Linked DNA regions of Mus musculus: region 2 is linked to region 1. A link is a contact called in public Hi-C data. All regions are on one chromosome and are shown on one strand. Each heading gives the region's core, a stretch centred on a gene start, on an enhancer-like site or on the middle of the called end of the contact. The rest is flanking DNA. Distances are from core to core; before and after follow the strand shown.

Region 1 (3,329 bases), core at 612-3,111:
AAACTATATCCTGGGTTGACATACTTCAGTTAACAAGGACAGTTACCCAGAAGCAGAACCACAGAAGCCAAAAAGTAAGGTTAGTAGATTTAGAGACTTTCCCAGAACTATGGACCTTGATGGATTAGGCCTCTGTTTCAGTTTTGACAGGCAGTGCTGTCTACATGTTTAGTTTTACAGCCTGAATAAAACTTCCTGTAGTCAGTTGTGCTATATGGGTGTTTACTAAGTTCTAGGGCCCTGCTACATTCCTCAATGGTCATACTGACTGTAGTGGCTATTCCTGGTTGTCAACTTGACTATATTTGGAATGAACTACAATCGAGATCGAAGGCTCACCAGTGGCCCTTATCTGGAGGCTTGAAGATAGAAGGTTCTGATCTGGATCTTGGTATGGAGATCTTGAGGCATAGTGGCTATGGATTCCAGAATATTAAATCTCTGAGTTCAAGGTCATCCGGCATTAAAGGTGTGGTGGAACACACCTTTAATCTAGGCTACACCTTCTGCTGGAGACAATATCAAGGACATTGGAAGAAGGGAGTCTCACTCTTGCTCCCTCGCCTGCTTGCCATGTGGAACTGAGTAACTGCTAGATCCTTGGACTTCCATTCCATTGTTGGGAATTGGGCTGCAGACTGTAAGTCATCAATAAATTCCTTTACTATGTAGAGGCTATCCATAAGTTCTGTGACTCTAGAGAACCCTAACTAATACACTGATTGAGTAACATCATGGGCTTATTTTGTTTTAGTTTAAGATGCTGTTATCCAATCAGAATGAGAATTAAAAGTTCAGCAAGTAGTAACAGCAGAGTAGTTATTCAGGGAGACCAAGAGAGCAGATAATGGCACAAATTATTTCCCAACCATGGCAAGATTTTTTTTTAATTTACTGTTGAATAATTAGGATAGAAATAGGTTTTCTTTCAAAGCTAGAGATAGTTTTTTTTTTAATCTCATAAGAAGTATGTATAAATCTCTCCAGATTTGTTGGACAATTTCTTTTAGAGAATATAACTGCTGTTTTGTAAGGACTCAGGTCCTGATCAATAGGTGTACTCAGCAGGGAAAACATCAGAAGAGGAATGTTTAGTCAAACCATTGCTACATGCCGACCAAGTTGTCTCAGAGGTCCAGTAATGTTATCCATTTGAATTTACACATGAAGGAGAATAGCAGGCATCAGAATAAGGGTATGTGCCTAGGTTAAAGTTTTCAGACATTAGACAAGTTTTATCCCCTTGTAAGTCTTATAACATTAATTTGGGCTGCCCCCAGCCATAGTGAGTTTTGCCAGTCAATGGGTTGACAGAATCATTAGCTCTTATCTGTATATTGTATAGTGGTGAAAGACTCCGAGAGGAGCCCCTCGCTCAGGCCTCAGGAAAATAGCAGACACCCAAGAACTCACGACAGACCGAGCTTGTTGCAAACCACATGAGGCTTTATTCGGGGAAAGCCAGAGCTCTGGGGACGACTCATATCCCACGCAGGAGTAGAGGATTCGACCTCGAGGGGAAAGAGTTCCCAGTTTTTATAGGCCCTCAGAGGGGAAAGGAGAAGGAGGAGAGTAGGGGATTTCCAGATCTAAACAATGTCTATTCTCAAGAAATGGGTATGGGAGGGGTACAAGGAAAGAGTCTAATGAAGGTGCAGCAATGGGCACACACCTGGTCAAAACATTGGCAGACACACAGGTTCAAGGAGTGGCCAAAGCATTGTGCACCTCTATTTTTCTAAATCAGTGAAGCTAGTTCTGCTAACAATGACGTCTATCTTGCCAATTTCAGGGCTTCTGTGTCCTTTTACATTTTGCCAAGATCTTTCATTGGCTAGGTATTCAAGCATAACCAGAAACTGTGGCTGATTTTTATTTAGCTAGGAATGATTAACTTTATGACAGGGTCTATTCCTGTGGCATAGGATCTGACTCTGCAGTATTTTTTTTTCCTGTTTTCCAAAGGCCAGAATCCTTTTAAAGAAAAATTTCAGGAATCTTCAGTTTTATGGCCCCAGTTTTTACAAATGGAAGTTACCTTGTTTCTGGTAACTGGAGGGCCCAGCTGGAGGACAGAATAGAATTATAAATGCTATTTTTATCTCAAAGTTAAAATTTTATATCATATATATATATATATATGAGAGAGAGAGAGAAGATGGAATATTATTAGATTGCTGGTCTATAGTCATACTAGCTAATGCAATCCTTGTATCTGTTTTCCTCTCTTCCTAGTCTAGGCCTTAGTGTGGTTGAACCATGACCCTGTGCTCATACCCAAAGTTTAAAACACATGCCTTAGGAGGAGGTAGAGCATCAGGGAATGGAAGGACCTAGAGACACAAATATATATTAATTTCCATGGATTTGTCATCAGAGACACTTCATTTAGCACCATCCATTTCAATTTCTTGCCCTGGGTATGGTGAATCCAGGGTTTAATGCCAGCCACCTACACAGCCATAAGTGTGGAAAGAATCACCATATGGCTTCCATTCTGAGTTAATTTTAGTTCCTCCTCAGCTATCTGCTTGACCCAGACAGTATCATCATACTGGAACAAGAGGAAACAGGTGGTAGACTCAGAGGTTGGCTGCATCTCTTGGACATTCTAATTTGTGGAGGACTAAAGTGCTTATAGTGACTTGAGAAAGAAATGGCTTGAGAGTTCTGCCAACTCTTGGTTTCTGAGCCTAGGAAGCAATGGGAAGAGGTCTTCAGACATAATCTCCTTGGGGGATGGGGGTAAATTCCTTCTTATATGGGGTGTAGCACACTGAATCAAAGCAAGGTAATAGGCCTCTCCATCTTTGCTGGACTCTAATGAGAGTTTTGTTAGTTTATTTTAACATTTTTTGTTGTTGTTGTTATCACTGAGGTCTATATGTAAGATGAAGTTTTAAAGCTTTAGCTGTTGAAAGATTTTAGCTATGAAAGCCAGGTCATGGTCTGACCCCATTGCTTGGAGGATGCCAAATTAGAAGACCAGTTCTTGGAGGAGATTTTTAGGTACTACTTGAACAGTTTGACTCCAGGTGGAGAATGCTTCTACTAGTCCTGAAAAGGTATCTTTAAAATCTAACAAGTAACCCAGATATAGCTCTCTCTTCTGAGACTATGCCGAGGCCTAGTAAACACAGAAGTGGATGATCACAGTCAGCTATTGGATGGGTCACAGGGCTCCCAATGGAGGAGCTAGAAAATTTACCCAAGGAGCTAAAAGGAACTGCAACCCTATAGGTGGAACAACAATATGAACTAACCAGTACCCCGGAGCTCTTGTCTCTAGCTGCATATGTATCAAAAGATGGCCTAGTGGGCCATCACTG
Region 2 (3,669 bases), core at 546-3,045, 140 kb after region 1:
TTCTTTGAGAAAATCAACAAGATAGATAAAATCTTCACCAGACTAACTAGAGGGCAAACAGACAGTATCCAAATTAACAAAATCAGAAATCAAAAGGGAGACATAACTACAGAAACTAAGGAAATTTAAACATCATCAGATCCTACTACAAAAGACTATATTCAACAAAACTGAAAAATCTGGATGAAATAGACAATTTTCTAGACAGATATCAAATGTGAAAATCAAATCAGGACCAGGTCAACTAACTAAACAGTTCCATAATCCCTAAAGAAAGAGCAACAGTCATTAAAAGTCTCTCAACCAAAAAAAGCCCAGGACCAGATGGACTTGGTGCAGAATTCTACCGGATGTTCATAGAAGACCTAATGCCAATATTCTTCAATCTATTCCACAAAACAGAAACACAAGGAACCCTCCCCAATTTGTTCTATGAAGCCACAATTATGATTATACCTAAACCAAACAAAGAAAACAAAGAGAACTTCAAACTACTTTCCCTTATGAATATTGATATAAAAACACTCAATAAAATTCTCATACACCGAATCCAAGAACACATCAAATGTTTCAACCATCATGATCAAGTAGACATCATCCCAAGAATGCAGTGATGGTTCAATATACGGAAATCCATCAACATAATCCACTATGTAAATAAACCCAAGGAAAAAATTTACATGATCATCACATTAGATGCTGAAAAAGTTTCTATTCTTGTGATAAAATACCATGACCAAAAGCGATTCATAGAAAAAAGGGTTCATCTTACAACACTCATGTCACATTTCATCACTCAGGGAAGTAAAGGCAGAAACTCAAGAAACTCCTGTTGGAGGAAGGAGTTATTGCAAAAGTAATGGAAAGTGCTGCTTACCAGTTTCCTCTTTTTGGCTTGCTCAGTGTGCTTTCTTATGGAACTCAGTACCACCAGCCCAGTGATGGTTACCACCCACAATAGACTGTTCTGGAGCAAAAGACCCTTACTTTCCATTAACTTAGAAAATTCCCTGCAACCTGATATTATGTAGTTATTCTCTTAATGGATATATCTGCCTTCCAAATGACTTTAGCTTGTGTCAACTTGAGGTAAAACTACTCAACACATGAAAAAAACAAACAAACAAACAAACAAACAAACACAGTTTTAAAGCAGGTGAAGTATTTTCAAAAATATACTCAGTATCAAATTTCATCAGGCAGTGTTCTTGCTAGCTTGATTTCTTTCCTTCCTTCCTTCCTTCCTTCCTTCCTTCCTTCCTTCCTTCCTTCCTTCCTTCCTTCCTTTCTTCTTTCTTTCTCTCTTTCTGTCTGTCTGTCTCTCTTTCTTTCTTTTTCTCTCTTTCTCTCTCTCTCTCTCTCTCTGTTTCTTTCTTTCTTTCTTTCTTTCTTTCTTTCTTTCTTTCTTTCTTTCTTTCTTTCTTTCTTTCTTTCTTTCTTTCTTCCTAATTGGGATGGAGAGAAATGGAAGGGAAAACTGGTACCCGCAATAATCTCGAGCTAGGCTCTTGGATCAGTCCATCATGCTTAATGTCACATCTGCCTTTTACTTGCAAAAGGACTAACTCTAGACTGCTAAAAAGAGAACCAGGTTAGCGCTGAAGAACCATATCAGATTCAATGACTGCACCTACCCAAACTCTCTATATGTTTTAACCCTCAACCACAACTGCTATCATTACCTCTTGAGGTGCAGAGGTACCAAACCCGAGTATAGGGATGAAGTGACCATCATTTAGAAGAACTGTCTGCTGCTTGGAATTCATGGCTTCTCAGTCCTCTGACTGAGAAGATACTGAGCTGGCTTCTTTCACAGGACAGAAAATAAATAAATGCTTGGCCTTGTCCTAGATGTCCTTGTAATGAGTAACCAAGGCAGTTTGACAGAAGAAATGAAAGCAGCTTTGCACACATGAAGAGGAAACTGGAACAAATTGGTTTAAACTTTTGTGATTTATTTTTTGTTATTTTATGTTTGTAGGTTTTATGTCATATATTACATGCATGACTGATGATAATGGAGGTCAGAAAAGGGCATACAATCCTCTGAAACTGGAGATACTGATAGTTATTAGCTGCTCTGTGGGTGTTGATGTTTAAAGCCAGGACCTCTGGAGTACTAGCCAACATTCTTAATCTCTGAGTCATCACTCTCAAGCCCCAACTTTTCAAGAATGAGAAATTCTTAAGATAATTAAAAAGCTGGGATGCAGCGCAGTATAAAAAACTTTGCCTATCTTGTGTCTATAATGCTAGTTTCATTTCAGACATCATAGAGAAACCAGAAGAGAAAGGAAAGGGAGCAGAAAGCAAGGGAGAAAGAGAACAGAAGGGTGAGGCTACTGATGATTCCAAACCACTAATTTTTTATAATACAGCCTTATTAGAAGCAACCATGTGTTCTTTTAAATTATTAAAAATGAATGAACTATGCTGATTATATCTCAGGCTACGGAATGGCTCATACCTATTTCTTTATTAGCTTTGTTGTAGTGTTATTTGTTATAAAGATTCTTCTTATTAAAGCAATTACATATCATATAAAACACTTGTTTCATACATATATACAAAGAATTGAAATTCTATTAAACATTAAAATAAACTGTCCTCAAGTGTTAGAGCTGAAAAAATTAGAGAACTGAACACATGCACATTTGTGAAGTACATCCTATATCTTCCTTCTGTGTATCTCATTAGAATAACCTGTGACACAGGTGCAGTTCTTAAAAATACGTTGTGCAAATCATCACATTACTAAGATATGAAAGCTGTGTCCAAAGTACTTTTTAACAAGGAAAATTTGCAACATACACAAAAGAATCATAAAGCTATTAATGATATTTTTGAAACTCACAAAATACATTTGAGTGCTTATGGCTTCGTTGTGACATATATTGGAAGGATTTCCAGCTTGTTAACTTCTGGAAAATATTAGGAAAGGAATCTGCTGTCTAACAGAGTTGGCCTAAGTCTCCAAGTTACCAATTCATATCTACTTCACATCTATTGCCCCAAATTTATTGTTTCATAGAGATCTACCTTATCTACTTGCCTATAACAGTCAGTCCTAACTTTTAGGATAGTATCATGCTAGACAAAGACATGGACCCTTCCTGGAGATCTTAACATCAGAAAGGGAACGGAGAATAAAAGGAAATATACAGTTTTGCCTAAAGTTGACTGAGACTTGAAGAATAAAGGATGATTCACTTTAACTTTGTCAAGAGAAATGAGTTTCCATGATGAAAAAAAAAATCCCATTTAAAGAGTTTCCTGAATATATTTTTATGTAAGTGCAGAATAGCATTACTACCAAAACAAAATAATTAAGATAAATACTTCAACTGTACTGAAGTTTCAGTGTATTGATCTTTTCTTGTTTGATCATAGGCCTTTGAATTTGGTCATAAAGTTGTGGATACAACTGTAACAAGAAAATTACAAAGCGCACAATTAAAAACTTCCTTGTGAAGTTTGAGGATAATTTATTTTAATGTTTAGTACTATTTAAATTCTTTGTATATATACATATATACAAGTGTGCTTCATAAAATAGGTGATTGCTTTAATAAGAAGAAACATAATTAACAACACCACCATGAATCTAATAATGACACAGGTATATGGCATTTTATAGTCTAAGATATCATAAGCATAGTTCATTCGTTT

Evidence for each region. Hi-C and Micro-C count contacts between places; a contact is called where the count stands out from the background.
Region 2: a contact with region 1 is called in a Hi-C map of liver, with 4 times the contacts expected there. The contact joins the promoter of Akr1c20 here to the enhancer-like site in region 1. A contact is called at or near these places in 3 of 39 promoter capture datasets (liver and macrophages), 7 of 484 Hi-C or Micro-C datasets (liver and nephron progenitors) and 1 of 115 datasets of contacts at active chromatin or transcription factors (liver).

Annotation. Positions count from the first base shown.
Region 1 is chr13:4,383,235-4,386,563 of GRCm38.p6, forward strand. It overlaps the pseudogene Gm9973. Among named protein-coding and RNA genes, the nearest start is that of Akr1c6, 49 kb to the right of the region's middle. Within about 2 kb of position 1,862, at least 6 of the 459 cell types and tissues checked have an H3K27ac peak or open chromatin away from gene starts, as enhancers often do. A contact at or near this core is called in liver, where this site is marked.
Region 2 is chr13:4,521,549-4,525,217 of GRCm38.p6, forward strand. It overlaps Akr1c20 (aldo-keto reductase family 1, member C20), which reads right to left and starts at 1,796. Exons shown (of 9, transcript NM_001311132.1): 1 at 1,683-1,796. The coding sequence starts at 1,766.